Linked DNA regions of Mus musculus: region 2 is linked to region 1. A link is a contact called in public HiChIP or PLAC-seq data. All regions are on one chromosome and are shown on one strand. Each heading gives the region's core, a stretch centred on a gene start, on an enhancer-like site or on the middle of the called end of the contact. The rest is flanking DNA. Distances are from core to core; before and after follow the strand shown.

What was found. HiChIP or PLAC-seq counts read pairs in DNA pulled down with a chosen protein or histone mark.
Region 2: an H3K27ac HiChIP or PLAC-seq map of extraembryonic endoderm stem cells shows a contact between it and region 1. The contact joins the enhancer-like site here to the promoter of Rnpep in region 1. A contact is called at or near these places in 4 of 39 promoter capture datasets (the 3T3-L1 cell line, the SN4741 cell line, embryonic stem cells and 1 more), 3 of 484 Hi-C or Micro-C datasets (the HPC-7 cell line, embryonic fibroblasts and liver), 9 of 115 datasets of contacts at active chromatin or transcription factors (the SCID.adh cell line, embryonic stem cells, epiblast stem cells and 3 more) and 3 of 9 other capture datasets (adipose tissue, liver and pancreatic islet).

Annotation. Positions count from the first base shown.
Region 1 is chr1:135,280,981-135,287,022 of GRCm38.p6, forward strand. Rnpep (arginyl aminopeptidase (aminopeptidase B)) reads right to left here and starts at 3,104. Exons shown (of 11, transcript NM_145417.3): 1 at 2,582-3,104. The coding sequence starts at 3,028. It also overlaps the pseudogene Gm19642.
Region 2 is chr1:135,326,871-135,333,105 of GRCm38.p6, forward strand. All of the region lies in intron 1 of Lmod1 (leiomodin 1 (smooth muscle)), which reads left to right. Among named protein-coding and RNA genes, the nearest start is that of Lmod1, 5.2 kb to the left of the region's middle. Within about 2 kb of position 4,486, at least 9 of the 459 cell types and tissues checked have an H3K27ac peak or open chromatin away from gene starts, as enhancers often do. A contact at or near this core is called in extraembryonic endoderm stem cells, where this site is marked.

The DNA of each region.
Region 1 (6,042 bases), core at 1,854-4,353:
CCATGTGGCTCTATTTTAATAGTTCCTGCAACAGTAAGACACTAGAGATACATAAGAAAGTCACATTAGATATTGAGTTTTTCTTTTGCCTGCTTTTGCTCAAGTATAGTAAATGTAATTAGTCTTCCAATAAATACAATGTAGTGTGGAAGGCAGGAGGTGGCACAGTAGAAAAAGCTGAAGAATACTAATGTAGAGGAGTGACCGAGGTCAACCTCAACATACAGATGACATGTTGCTAATACACTGACTCAATTCAGTGTGATCCAAGTGAATTTCCCCTCTACAATGTACAATTCCAGTCTAATCATGTAGTCATTGGGAAAACATCTGAAAATTTCCAGTAGAAGAGCATTCTATAACATACCTGACCAGCACTCCTCCAAACTGTCAAAGTTATAAAAAACAAACAAACAAAACAAAACAAAAAAAAAAAACAAGGAAAGCCTGACAAACTCAAAGATGGGCAGTTACACAGCTAGCTACAATATGCTGCTTTGCCTGGGCTCATGAATCAGGAAAGGAAGTAGGTAAAAAAACTAAGATGCCGCTAAAGCCTGTGGAGCCTTGTTAGCCTGACAGCTGGTGTGTGCCAGCGCTGACCGACCAGATGCTAATAGGGAAATGGAAATCGTGGAAGATGCGTGAGGAGCTGTGCCCAGTTATGCCGTTAATCTGTCTTTGGTTGTTATTTTGAATTTGTAGTCCTCCTGCCTCAGCTTCCTGAGTACTGGGACTTCGGGCAATGTGCCACCATGCCTAGCTGGTATCGGGCGTTTATAGAGAGAGAAAGTTCACCAAATTTTGTCAAGTATTTAGACAAGTGCCTTGTACATCTTAGGAAACCCTGTACATTATCCCTCCGCCATCTTTGTTTACGGTGTTTTGTTTGTTTTTGCTTCGTTTGTTCTTAAATGATGTGAAGGAAACAGAACGGGGAAACGAGGAAACCTGGGCACTACCGCCCATGTGAATTCTGGGAGAAGGCGCTGCAGTGCTTGAGGGAGCGCGCTCATCAGAATGGTTGCAAAATCGGGAAAAGAATGCATGCCAATGTCCTCAGTGAAGACCTCCGTAGTCCAAAGGGCAACCCTTTGGAAAGCAGAGAGAGGCCTCAGCCATGATGTTTTGAAGGACAATAATTGATTCTGCTCTATAACTTAAAGATAGTGGAAGAGCCGGGCGGTGGTGGCGCACGTCTTTAATCCCAGCTCTTGGGAGGCAGAGGCAGGCGAATTTCTGAGCTCGAGGCCAGCCTGGTCTACAAAGTGAGTTCCAGGACAGCCAGGGCTATACAGAGAAACCCTGTCTCAAACAAACAAACAAAAGATAGTGGAAGGATAATGAGCAGGGTTTCCTAAGATGTGCAAGGCACTTGTCTAAATGTTTGACAACATCCGGTGAACGTCTAAACCTAGGCACCTGATACGGGCCAGGCATGATGGCACACTGCCAGGAGTCCCAGCACCCAGGAAGCTGAGGCAGGAGGATTACAAACTCAAAATAGATTCTGTTGTTAACTTTGACAACTTTAGAGTATGCAAATTTAGGGAGGGTTTAATTTTCCAATCCTGTTTAATTTCTAGCTCCCACTGAAAATTAGGACTCAAAATATAGCAGAGGAACCAAAGATATTTCCCAATGTCCAGCTTCCGCCCAGGCACCGACGGGAACTTGGCTTTGCTTTTGGTGCTAGGTTAAACCATGGTGCTTTCAGTTTCCCAACAAGTTCTATCGCAAGGCTCGCTTATTCCTCCAATCAAAGGAGGAAGTCAAGTGCTCTTTGGGTCAGTAAAGGGGAACTGTTAGCTGGATAAGCAAGCTCCAATAGTCTGCCAACAGCTTTGGTGAACCTTGTAACCCAGCCTAAGGCTGTCACTCTTACAAATGTCCGCTATGAATAGTTACCTAAACTTCCAATATTCATCCAACTCTGAAAACCTTAAGACTTAAGAGCCAACCGTTATTGAGAAGGCTGAATTATTATAAAGTCTAGAGTACTCTAATTACACATTCCCATTTTTGCTCGGATTCTTTTAAGTCAATAGCAGGATTTCAAAGGAGGAAGTAAAAATGCTTCTCGGGCTGTTTTAACCTGTGCAACCAAAAGGGCTTGCTAGCACATGAAAGGACCCTGTCAGCATCCAGCTAATTAACCAACACTGTCCAGGCTCCAGCAAGGAGAATTATAAAACAAAACAAAAAGCAAAGTTTGCGAAGCAAGTTTCTCATCCTGAAAAGACAGAGGCTAGCGGACAAGTCGGTCCAGCACGTGTGTGTCAGAGGTGAGGCAGGGCAATCTAAGGCAAATAATCCCGACAGAGACCAGGAAGGCAGGAAGGAAGGACGGGTAGGAGGAACAAAGCACCGGCTGGAGAGGTTCGAGCCCAGGAATGGGGAGCACGGGGCAGGAATCCAAAGCCGGCTTCTGGGGAAGAGAGTAGGGGCACGGGGATCTCCCGCGGAAGCTGCGGAAGCAGAGCCAGATTTCCTGCTCTCCATCTCTGGGCTGCTTAGGAGCAGCAGGCTGGCCAAGGGGGCTGAGAGAGGCCGGTGGCCCGGGCGCCCCGCGCGCACTCACCCCGGGTCCCTCCCCGACGCGGTAGGTGAGCTCCAGCTCGAAGCGATCGGCGGCACCGCAGGGCTGCCGGAAGGCCACGCACAGGGCCTGGCCATAGTGCGAGAAGGGCTGTGTGTGGAAAGGCACGGGCTCTGCCGGCGCCTGCTGGTCTCCCGGCTGTCCCCGTCGCAGCGTCGCCGCCGTCACCTCCAAGCAGCTGTGCGAGTCGAGCCGCAGCTCCGAGGCGCCCTCGGGAAGCAAACAACGCAGCTCCAGCGTCGCCGTGCCGCTCAATCCGCGGCTTCCCGGACCCGGGCCCGGAGGCCCGAACTCGGCCCGCAGGTCCAGGTGCAGGTGCAGGATCTCGAAGGCGCGGAAGCTGGAGGCCGAGGCCACGTCCACGGCTTGGGCCGAGTGCAGTGGCCGCCGGGCGGCCGCGCTGTAGTTGCCTGGTCCGCCGCTCTCCATGGCTCCTGAGCGGTTGCTCACCCGCCAGGAAGGTCGGTCGCTCCTCGGGTCTTGGCAGGCTCCGCCTCGAGGCGACGCGCCACCATGCGCCCCGCCCTCCGAGGAATTCGGGCGGCCACAGCCCCTAACCCCCTGGGGCTGTCCCCTCCCTTGTGGCACACAACCCCTCTTCCTGCTTCACACAGGTTCCTGTGCTACCCTGAGACCGAAGTAGGTGGTGTGGTGGGTCACCCTAGTTCCAGGTCACCCTTGAGGATTCCCCATCTTCTAAGCAGTCTGCAAGATGCAGGGGACCAGAACCTGGATTGAAAGGCTCTGGGTTTGAAATTTCACTCACTCTCTCCACTAGGCCAGTCATTAGGACATGTGTGACATCTTGAATGAATTGTAAAACAGGAGTTGTAATGCTGTTCTTCCGTCAAGGAAGATGTCTAGCGTGCTTAGTAAATAGCCACACACACACACACACACACACACACACACACACACACACACAAACCCCCGCAACCCCAGGCACACAGATCTTTAACGCTTTTGTGTCAGGACCAGAGACGTTTTGTGGTTGTTATATATCTATATGTTCCCACTCAACTTAAATTTAGTTGTTTCTATTTTTAATTTTTTCTTTTGAAAAAATATGGATGGGTGTTCTGCCCGCACGTATGCCTAGTGCCTGCAGATAGAGTCGGACCCCCTGGAACTGGAGTTACAGACCTTGTAAGTTGTCATTGGATGCTGGGAACCAAACCAGGTCCTCTACAAGAGCAGCCAAGGACTCTCAACCGCTGGGCCATCTCTCTACCCTCAAGTTAGATTTTTAAATGAGTTCATTAAGACTAGTTAAACTCCCTAGCTATTGAAATCATGCAACTTTAAAAAAAATTATTGTGTTACTATGTAGCCCAAGGTAGTCTCAAAATAGCCATCCTACATCAGCTTGAGGAGTTATGGGATTACACCCTTCCTAGATAATATTTGTTTATCAATGCTGGAGATCAAATGTAGGGCCTTAAGTACCCTAAACAAGCACTCTGCCTTTGAGCTACACCCTCATCCCTGCACGCATGGAAATGCTTAGTCGCCCATTGCATGTTCTTTGTATTTTCCTTGTGTGGCTCAGTTTGAGCTGGACACAGCGCTACATTTTGTTTCTCTTCTGTGACAGTGCCTTGCAGAGGCAACAAATGAAGAGATTAAGTGTAGCCATTTCCTAGGGATTGAAACTTTTCAGTCTTTTTTTTTTTTTTTTTTTTTTTTTTTTTGGTTTGTGGAGACAGGGTTTCTCTGTATAGCCCTGGCTGTCCTGGAACTCACTTTGTAGACCAGGCTGGCCTGGAACTCAGAAATTTGCCTGCCTCTGCCTCCCGAGTGCTAGGATTAAAGGTGTATGCCACCACACCCGGCACTTTTCAGTCTTAAAGAAGAAAGAAGGTCATACAATTTAGGTAGCTCAGAATGTGACAAGGTTCTCGAGGTTATAGAAATAGGGACTATGGGCTGGAGAGGTGGCTCAGTGGTTAAGAGCACTGACTGCTCTTCCAGAGGTCCTGAGTTCAATTCCCAGCAACCACATGGTGACTCACAACCATCAGTAATGGGATCCGATGCCCTCTTCTGGTGTGTCTGAAGACAGCTACAGTGTACTCATATAAATAAAATATATAAATCTTTAAAAAAAAAAAGAAAAGAAAGGAAAGGAAAAGAAATAGGGACCATGCAGGGACAGAGGACACTCTTTTTTTGTGGAGCTTTGGGTATGTTTCTTCAGTAGTCCAGAGTACCCCTAGCCATAGTGAACAGATATTTGTTCATGTCTTTGGAGGAGGAAAACAACAATTAAAGGTATATATCTCTATTATCTATCCAAAGACAAAACTTCCCCCAGGAACTGGTATAGAACCTAGAGACTCACATATGCTAGGCAAATGATTTACCACGGAACTATACCCCAGACCCCCACCCCCTTCTCATAAGACAAGGTCTCACTAATGCAGCCCTGGCTGGCCTAGACCTGCAGCCTCAGCCTCAGAGATCTATTTACCTCTGCCTCCTGACTGATGTGATTAAAGTCTTAACTCACCATGCATGAATCTGGGTTTTTCTTTTCTCCTTAACTTAATGCAGAAAAAAAATCATAGAAGCAGGGACATTCTAGTGACAACAGAGCACCTGTATTGGTAAAGTGTTACCTGCTATGTTAGCTCACCAAGAAGCTGGCACTTGAAACTTGACCCCTCCACTTCAACCCCAAATTTGTTTAAAATGTCCTCCAAATTGCCCCTGTCCTGGGTCAGTATGCCACTGTTCCCTCTTCACCCCCTTCCCCACTATGTAAAAGGGAGAAGAGGAAAACAGCAAGCTGCTAAGGTTATTAAAAACACCGAGTCCCTGAACAGCTTGAAGTTACTTCCAACAGAAATGACTGTTGCTTATTCCATGGGATAAAAGTTCCTGTGATGGGGAGGGGCAGCTTATCCAGGAAAAGCTGCTAGGCTGGGAATTCCAGAGTTCCCCAGTCAGTTCCTGCTGGATGTCGCTAAGGCCTGATTTGATGTTATCTTGGCTTTCTAACTCCACTGCTCCTGTCACCTCTGCTGGGTTTGATCTGATGATAATTTGCTGTGTGTCTGCTGTCTGTCTGCTCCTGTCTATCTGCTACTTGCTATTGGTTCTTTTACTTTGCTTGCTACATGCCTAATAAACTCATTCATCTGAAACTGAGAGCATGCACACATGATTCTCCAGCCTGCATAGAACACCCACCTAGACTTTGGATTCTGTATTTATTCTCCAATAAAAGGCACTAGTGCTTATTTATTTGTTTATTATTTAATTTTGGATTTCTTGAGACAGGGTTCCTCTGTATAGCCCTGGTTGTCCTGGAACTCACTTTGTAGACCAGGCTGGCCTCGAACTCAGAAATCTGCCTGCCTCTGCCTCCCCAGTGCTGGGATTAAAGGCGTGTACTACCTCTACCTGGCACTAGTGGTTTTTAAAGCAGACACTGATTGTGG
Region 2 (6,235 bases), core at 3,236-5,735, 47 kb after region 1:
GCAGTGGAATCACTAATTCATCTTAGTAAAGGGATTCAAAAATTGGTGAAATTAGCCCAAAGCGAATCTCTGCCCTTGTCCAGCCCTGCCCACCCCCTAGTCTAGACACTTGTCCCTTTAATTAGTGGCCAGAGACAAGGCAAAGCTTGGGTGCTCAGGTAGAGTGTCAGCTCCAGGCTGGGGAACTAGCTCCAGCTCTCACTACCTGGGCCTTCACTCTTCTCAAGACCTGCACGTAGTAATCCAATTGATTTGATAGTGAGCCAGCCAATCAGCCCGGCTTGTGGAAGGAAGATGGGCTGCAGAGAACCTTCTGCATACCCACCACAAGAACCTTCTCTTTCATAAGCCTCAACAGTCTTAGGAGAAGAGGCTAAAATACTTGTCCCAAAGCAACTGATCTGCCTGATGCTGGAGTTTGTACTTCCTCCCTTCCTCCTGTCACACAGAATATCAGAGTAAAGGAAGGGAGACAATGTCAGCCCCTGCTTCTCTATGTTTAGACAAGTTCTCATGTAGCCCAGGCTTGGATCAAACTGGACAGCTAGTGAAGATGACTTTGAACTCCTGATCAACCTGCTTCTACCTCCGAAGCAATGGGATTGCCCCCAGGAGCCACTGTGCCTCACTTACACAGTTGAACACAGCGGGGTCTTGGTGCATGCTAGACCAGCTCTGTTCCATTAGGGTCACACAGCAGCTACATGTGAGAGCCCCAGAGAGGTACGACCCAGTGTGCTTGTATGCTGTCAGAGGAACAGTGGCTGTGGCCGTTTGGCTGGTCTCCCTACTTTCTGAGGAATACCATTAAGTGCTAAACCAACTGTTGGCTAGGGAAAGTTATGGGGCAGTCTTAAGGAACTTTAGCTGATTCCTGGAGGTGGGATGGCGGCATTATGAACATTCTTTTGAAAGACTATGTTTATGTTTTAGACATAAGTAATAAAATATTCTTGGGACAATTGCTTTAGAATGACAGGGATGGGAGTGTGGGTTCATATGCTCATCACAGTGAGCTCTACATTTGTTTGAAACTAACCATACTAGGAAAGAATTGATTAGGAACTGAGAGTGGTAAGCAGGCCCGTTCACCTTCTCCTGGGAGGAAAACTTAGACTGTGGCTGGAGTGCTAGGGTCTAGACCATGAAAGAGATTGGGCTACGTAGCCCTCACCGGGCTGGAATATTCCAGGGATCGTTTGGATTCTTTAGGGTAGTTTTCATGCATATTCCTCCCATACCTCTTCCAGGTCACCACCTCCAGATGGTCATCCCAGATTCTTAGGCAAAGCCGGGCGGGCACCTTGATTGAACATTCTTGTATCGTGACATTCTACCCTTCAGGACATTTATCATTAAGGAAGGGGGTGCACGTGGGTCATGACGTGCATGTGGAAGTCACAGGACAGTTTTCAAGAGTCAGCTCTCTACTTCCATGGTAGGTTCCAAAGATGTAACTCATGTTGTCAGGTTTGCACAGGAAGCAGTTTTCCTCTCGCTGAGCCGCAGTGTGGGTCAGGGTGATGGAGGCTGAACCCAGGGCCTTGAGCACAGCAAACATCTGCCTTCCTGTGGAGCCACACAGCCCCTGCCCCTCTTTTTCTTGCAGTCTGCTTTCCTGGCTGTTTCTCTCACCAGCATATATTATTCAGGAGGCAAATACTTACATAAGACCTCCATACGGAAGATTCCCAGCTGCTTATGAAATGAATTTTAGTTAGCAGGAGATTCAGGGAAGGCTGGAGGAGGGCTTTGTCCCTGTCTGTAAATGGGGTGGATCTGGCAGCCGGGTTCCTCATCGGTCCTCTGGGAGTTCTCCCTTAGCCCAGGTGGAAGACAGAGCCCTCACCAAAGCCTGAGCCAGCTGTGGAGTGAGGCGGCCCTGGTCTCATGTTTCAGGGACCTGATCACCACAGGTCAACTCTTATTCTCTTCCCTTCCCAAGTGGTGGGGGGTGATGCCCTCAGCCTGCCTCTCTTGTCCTTCTCCCTAGGGTGACAGGGACCCAGGATTAGCACCTGTACGAAACTGGGGTCAGGGGCCAGGGCAGCTGGGCTAGGGGGTGGAGGAAGCTCTTTTAGCTTTTCCCTAGAGGTTAATTTGAGACTCTGTGGCAATCCACTACTGTCCCCAGTCTCCCTCTGCCCATTTGCCTCCACAGTCCCTTCCTCCAGGTCTTCATTCAACTCCAGGCCCCTCGGGCTCCCTTCATGAATGGGAATCCCTGAGGCCACAGCACCAACCCTCAGAGTGCCCTTTGCAGATAGCTGGGTTAGTTGGGAGCACAGCTCACTGATTAAGGAGATTAACCCCAACTGGTACACACTCAAAATAGCCCTGGAGGCCAGGGTAGAGAGGGCAGAAGAGGGTGATGGGCGTTTGGTGACCCAAGTAGACACAAGCACATACCTAGAAAAAGCTAGCCATGGTTTTTTGTTTTTGTTTATTTGTTTTTGTTTATTTGTTTTTGTTTTTTAAGTTGGGCAAATGGTGGCACATGCCTCTAATCCCAGCATGTGGGCAGAGGCAGGCAGATTTCTGAGTTCGAGGCCAGCCTGGTCTACAGAGTGAGTTCCAGGACAGTCAGGGCTATACAGAGAAACCCTGTCTCAAAAAACAAACAAACAAAACAACAACAACAACAACAAACCCCACCTCTATCTGTAGTTGGGAAAAGCAGCTGACTTTATCTCCAGCTGGGTGGTGGGAGCTACAGATGTTTGTCTCAACGCGCTGGTTTTTAAAAATCTCTTGTTGGTTGTGTACATACTATATAAAGAATTTGTGGCCATGCTATGGAGGCACACACCTTTAATACCAGCACTTGGGAGGAAGAGGCAGGCAGATCTCTGTAAGTTCAAGGCTAGCCTGGTCTCCAGAGAGGTTCCAGGACAGAAAAAGATGCACAGAGAACCCCTATCTCGAACAAACAAACAAAAACCAAAATACAAGACAAACAAAAAAACCTGGATCCCATTGGTAGCATGGCTTCTGATGCTTGCCCCTTCTTGGAACAACAAGTCTGCGAACTTGAGAGCTTGGCAGGATAGGAAACATGAGAGGTGGGCAAGCCAGAGGAATGATGGACAGGAGTGAGGAAGATTTACAAAGAGAGGAACGTGGGGGGGGGGGGTTCAAAGCAGTCTGAGTGCTACTGATCAAGAAAGGCAGCGGCCAGCAACACAGAGAGTTGGAAGCACCAGGGCTTCAAGGACTTCATGGTCCCCAGACGTGGATAAAATGAGGAAGAAAAGCTTTCATCTAGCCTATCTGCACTCCCAGTCTCTCTCCTTCCTCCAGGAGACTGTGGAATTATGGTGTCAGCTCATGCCAGCATTTCCACAGCTGACTCAGAATAGGCAAGCCTTGAGTGGCAGGTACTGAGAAAGATTTGCAGGGCACAAGAACACGCGCACATGCGCGTGAGTGTGTGTGTGTGTGTGCGCGTGAGTGTGTGTGTGTGTGTGTGTGTGTGTGTGTGTGTGTAGTCAAAACAAGAAGGGCCACAAGGCATAGAGGTAGAGGGAGCAAGAAACTGTGCTTGCCAAGTTGGATAAACAGGAATATCCTTATTCATAGGGTAAGGTCCAAGTTGGTTGTATTGTGCTTATTGAACCACACTAGGCATAAGCAGCAGAAAGAGGTGGTTGACAGTCAGGGTATCCGTCCCTGCTCAGGGCTTCTCTGCAGCCGGGCCAGGCAGGAGCTAGAAAACCATAGGTACCTGGACTCAGCTAGGTGCAGATTTGGGTTCTGCTTCTGTCCCTCGAAGTGCCAGTGAAGCTGAGTGCCTTAGGTGAGAGAGAGAACATTGACTTATTTATCATGTGCGGATGCCAAGGGCATTACCAACCCCGTCTCATCGGCTTAGCTTCTTCAGCTCCGTTACTTGTCAAGTAGGAATGATAAAAATCAGCCTGGAAGGGTTATTGGAGGATTAAACAGGATCAAGTATTGAGAGTTTAGTTCACCAGGAGAGAGACTTTCTTCACTCTAAATTCTTCAGGCTTTGTACCTATGCAGATGCCAAAACGACATTTAAAAAAAAAAAACAACCTCACAAGGCTGAAAACATTCTGTCTGCAGGAATGAGGTAATGACAAGAGGGTGAGGGGAAAGGAGAAAAGCAAGGAAGTAATTTAGGGAAGGAGGCGAGGATTGTTTGTCTTCGATTACTGCCTGGCTCCAGTCACCTGACAGAACTACCTTTATCTCACCTCCTTCTCATCCCAGACCCAGGGACCCATGCTAGTTTACTGGTTCTGAGAACTAGCGGGAAAGAGAAAGCCGAGGGGCTGTTTAGGCATGGAGAACTCTCCTTGTCAGCCATGCTCCAACCTAGCATGATCTCAGAAAAGCCAGGGCTGCTTTGGGAATTTTGGCTTCAGCTATGTCTGGGGTCCACTGCACAGGCCAGGCCAGGTCGTCAGGACACTGTTTACAAACAGCTAGGAATAGAAAGGCCTCCTGCTCCACGCTCCACCCTCTCCTGCCCTCACTTCTTCCCTGTTCAGGATCCCTAGGCTCTGGCTATCTCATCAGCCCTGACTCCAGAGCAGGGGGCAGGGACAGCAGAATGCAAAATGCCTGTCTCCTGCACTGAGGTGCACTGGTCTTGGAGCAGGGCTCCAGGAGGTACTATGGGTGCTGCATGTATAGAATCGACAGGTTGGAATCGCCAGAGTCCAAGCAGACCTGGACTCCCAGCCTACTGTGCTGATTGTATGGTTTGGACAAATCACTGTACGCACCAGAGTATCTGTCAAATGGAAGCTGAAGTGCCTGGTCCTGGGGAGTGGTTAGGCTCAATAACCTGCAAAGGCTCCAAGGCATGTGCTGGGTTGGAAACCTGGTACTGAAGGCTCATGGATGTTTGTTTCTTGCCTTCCCTTTGGTCCTCCTCAGCCCACTCATCCCCCTGCTTACCACATGTGCATCCCTCTCTTCGCCACTGCTTGCTCTGTCAGTGCTAAGGATGGATAGCACCCAGAGCCTCACACATTTTAAACCTAGGCTTTGTCTGATCCATACGCCAGGCTCTTTACTGCCTTTATACACAGAATTCACAAATCACATTTTATGCTTATAAGGACAAGGAGGAGTCTACTAAATCACTAATGTGTCAAATATCTATTCTATTATGTTGGGCATTTTCTAAATGCTAGGACAGGGTGAACAGCATAGAGACTGTCCTTGTCACCACAGATTACATTCATTCTCACAGTCAGGATAGATAGTGTACTTTGCTTTCTATTGTTGCAGACAATGGTCTTTGGACCATGACGAAAAGCAACCTGGGGAGGAAAGGGTTTATTTGGTTCACACGTCTGGGTCACAGTCCGTTCACGGTCCATCCTTAACGGAAGCCACGGTGAAAACTCAAGCAGGGTGGGAACCTGGTGGCAGGAACTGAAGCAGACACCGTGGAGGGATGCCACTCACGGGCTTGCTTTCCAAGGCCTGTTCCCCTGCTTACCCACGTATACAACCCTGGACCACTTGCCCAGGGGTGGCACTACCTACAGTGTGCTGAGCCCTTCCACATCCACCACTGGTCAAGAAAATCACCCCACAGACTTGCCCACAGATCAATCTGATGAAGATATTTTTTCAACTGAGGTTCCCTGATCCCAGATAACCCTAGCTTGTGTGTCAAGTTAACATAAACTAACCAGCGTGGTAGACTGTACACACACACACACACACACACACACACACACACACACACACACACACACACACACACATACACAGAGCGTACATGATCCCAGCACTTGAGAGACAGGGTGAGGCAGATCTCTGTGAGTTCAAGGTCAGCCTGGTCTACAAAGCTAGTTCCAGGACAGCCAGGGATACACAGAGAAACCAAGCCTTGAAAAACAAGCCTAAAACAAAAGCATTATTTCTATGTTTTTGTTTTATGTTTGTGCACCGTGTGTGTGCCTGGTGTCCACAGAGGCCAGAAGAAGGCATTAGATTCCCTGGAACTGAAGTAATGAATGACTGGGAGCTGGGTGCTGCGAGCTGCTCTCTGCAAGAGCAGCAAGTGCCCTTAACTGCTGAGACATCTTTCCACCCCTCGAATAATAGTTAAAACCATGAGCCTAGAAGGGATCACTTAGGGAGTGGGTGTTGGTGGAGAGTAGACATTTGGGCGTGAGACTGGGGGGGGGCTGGTGGTCTCATAGAAGCAAGTAGGAAAAAGGAGTCAGGGAAGAGAGCTCTCTGATCTCTA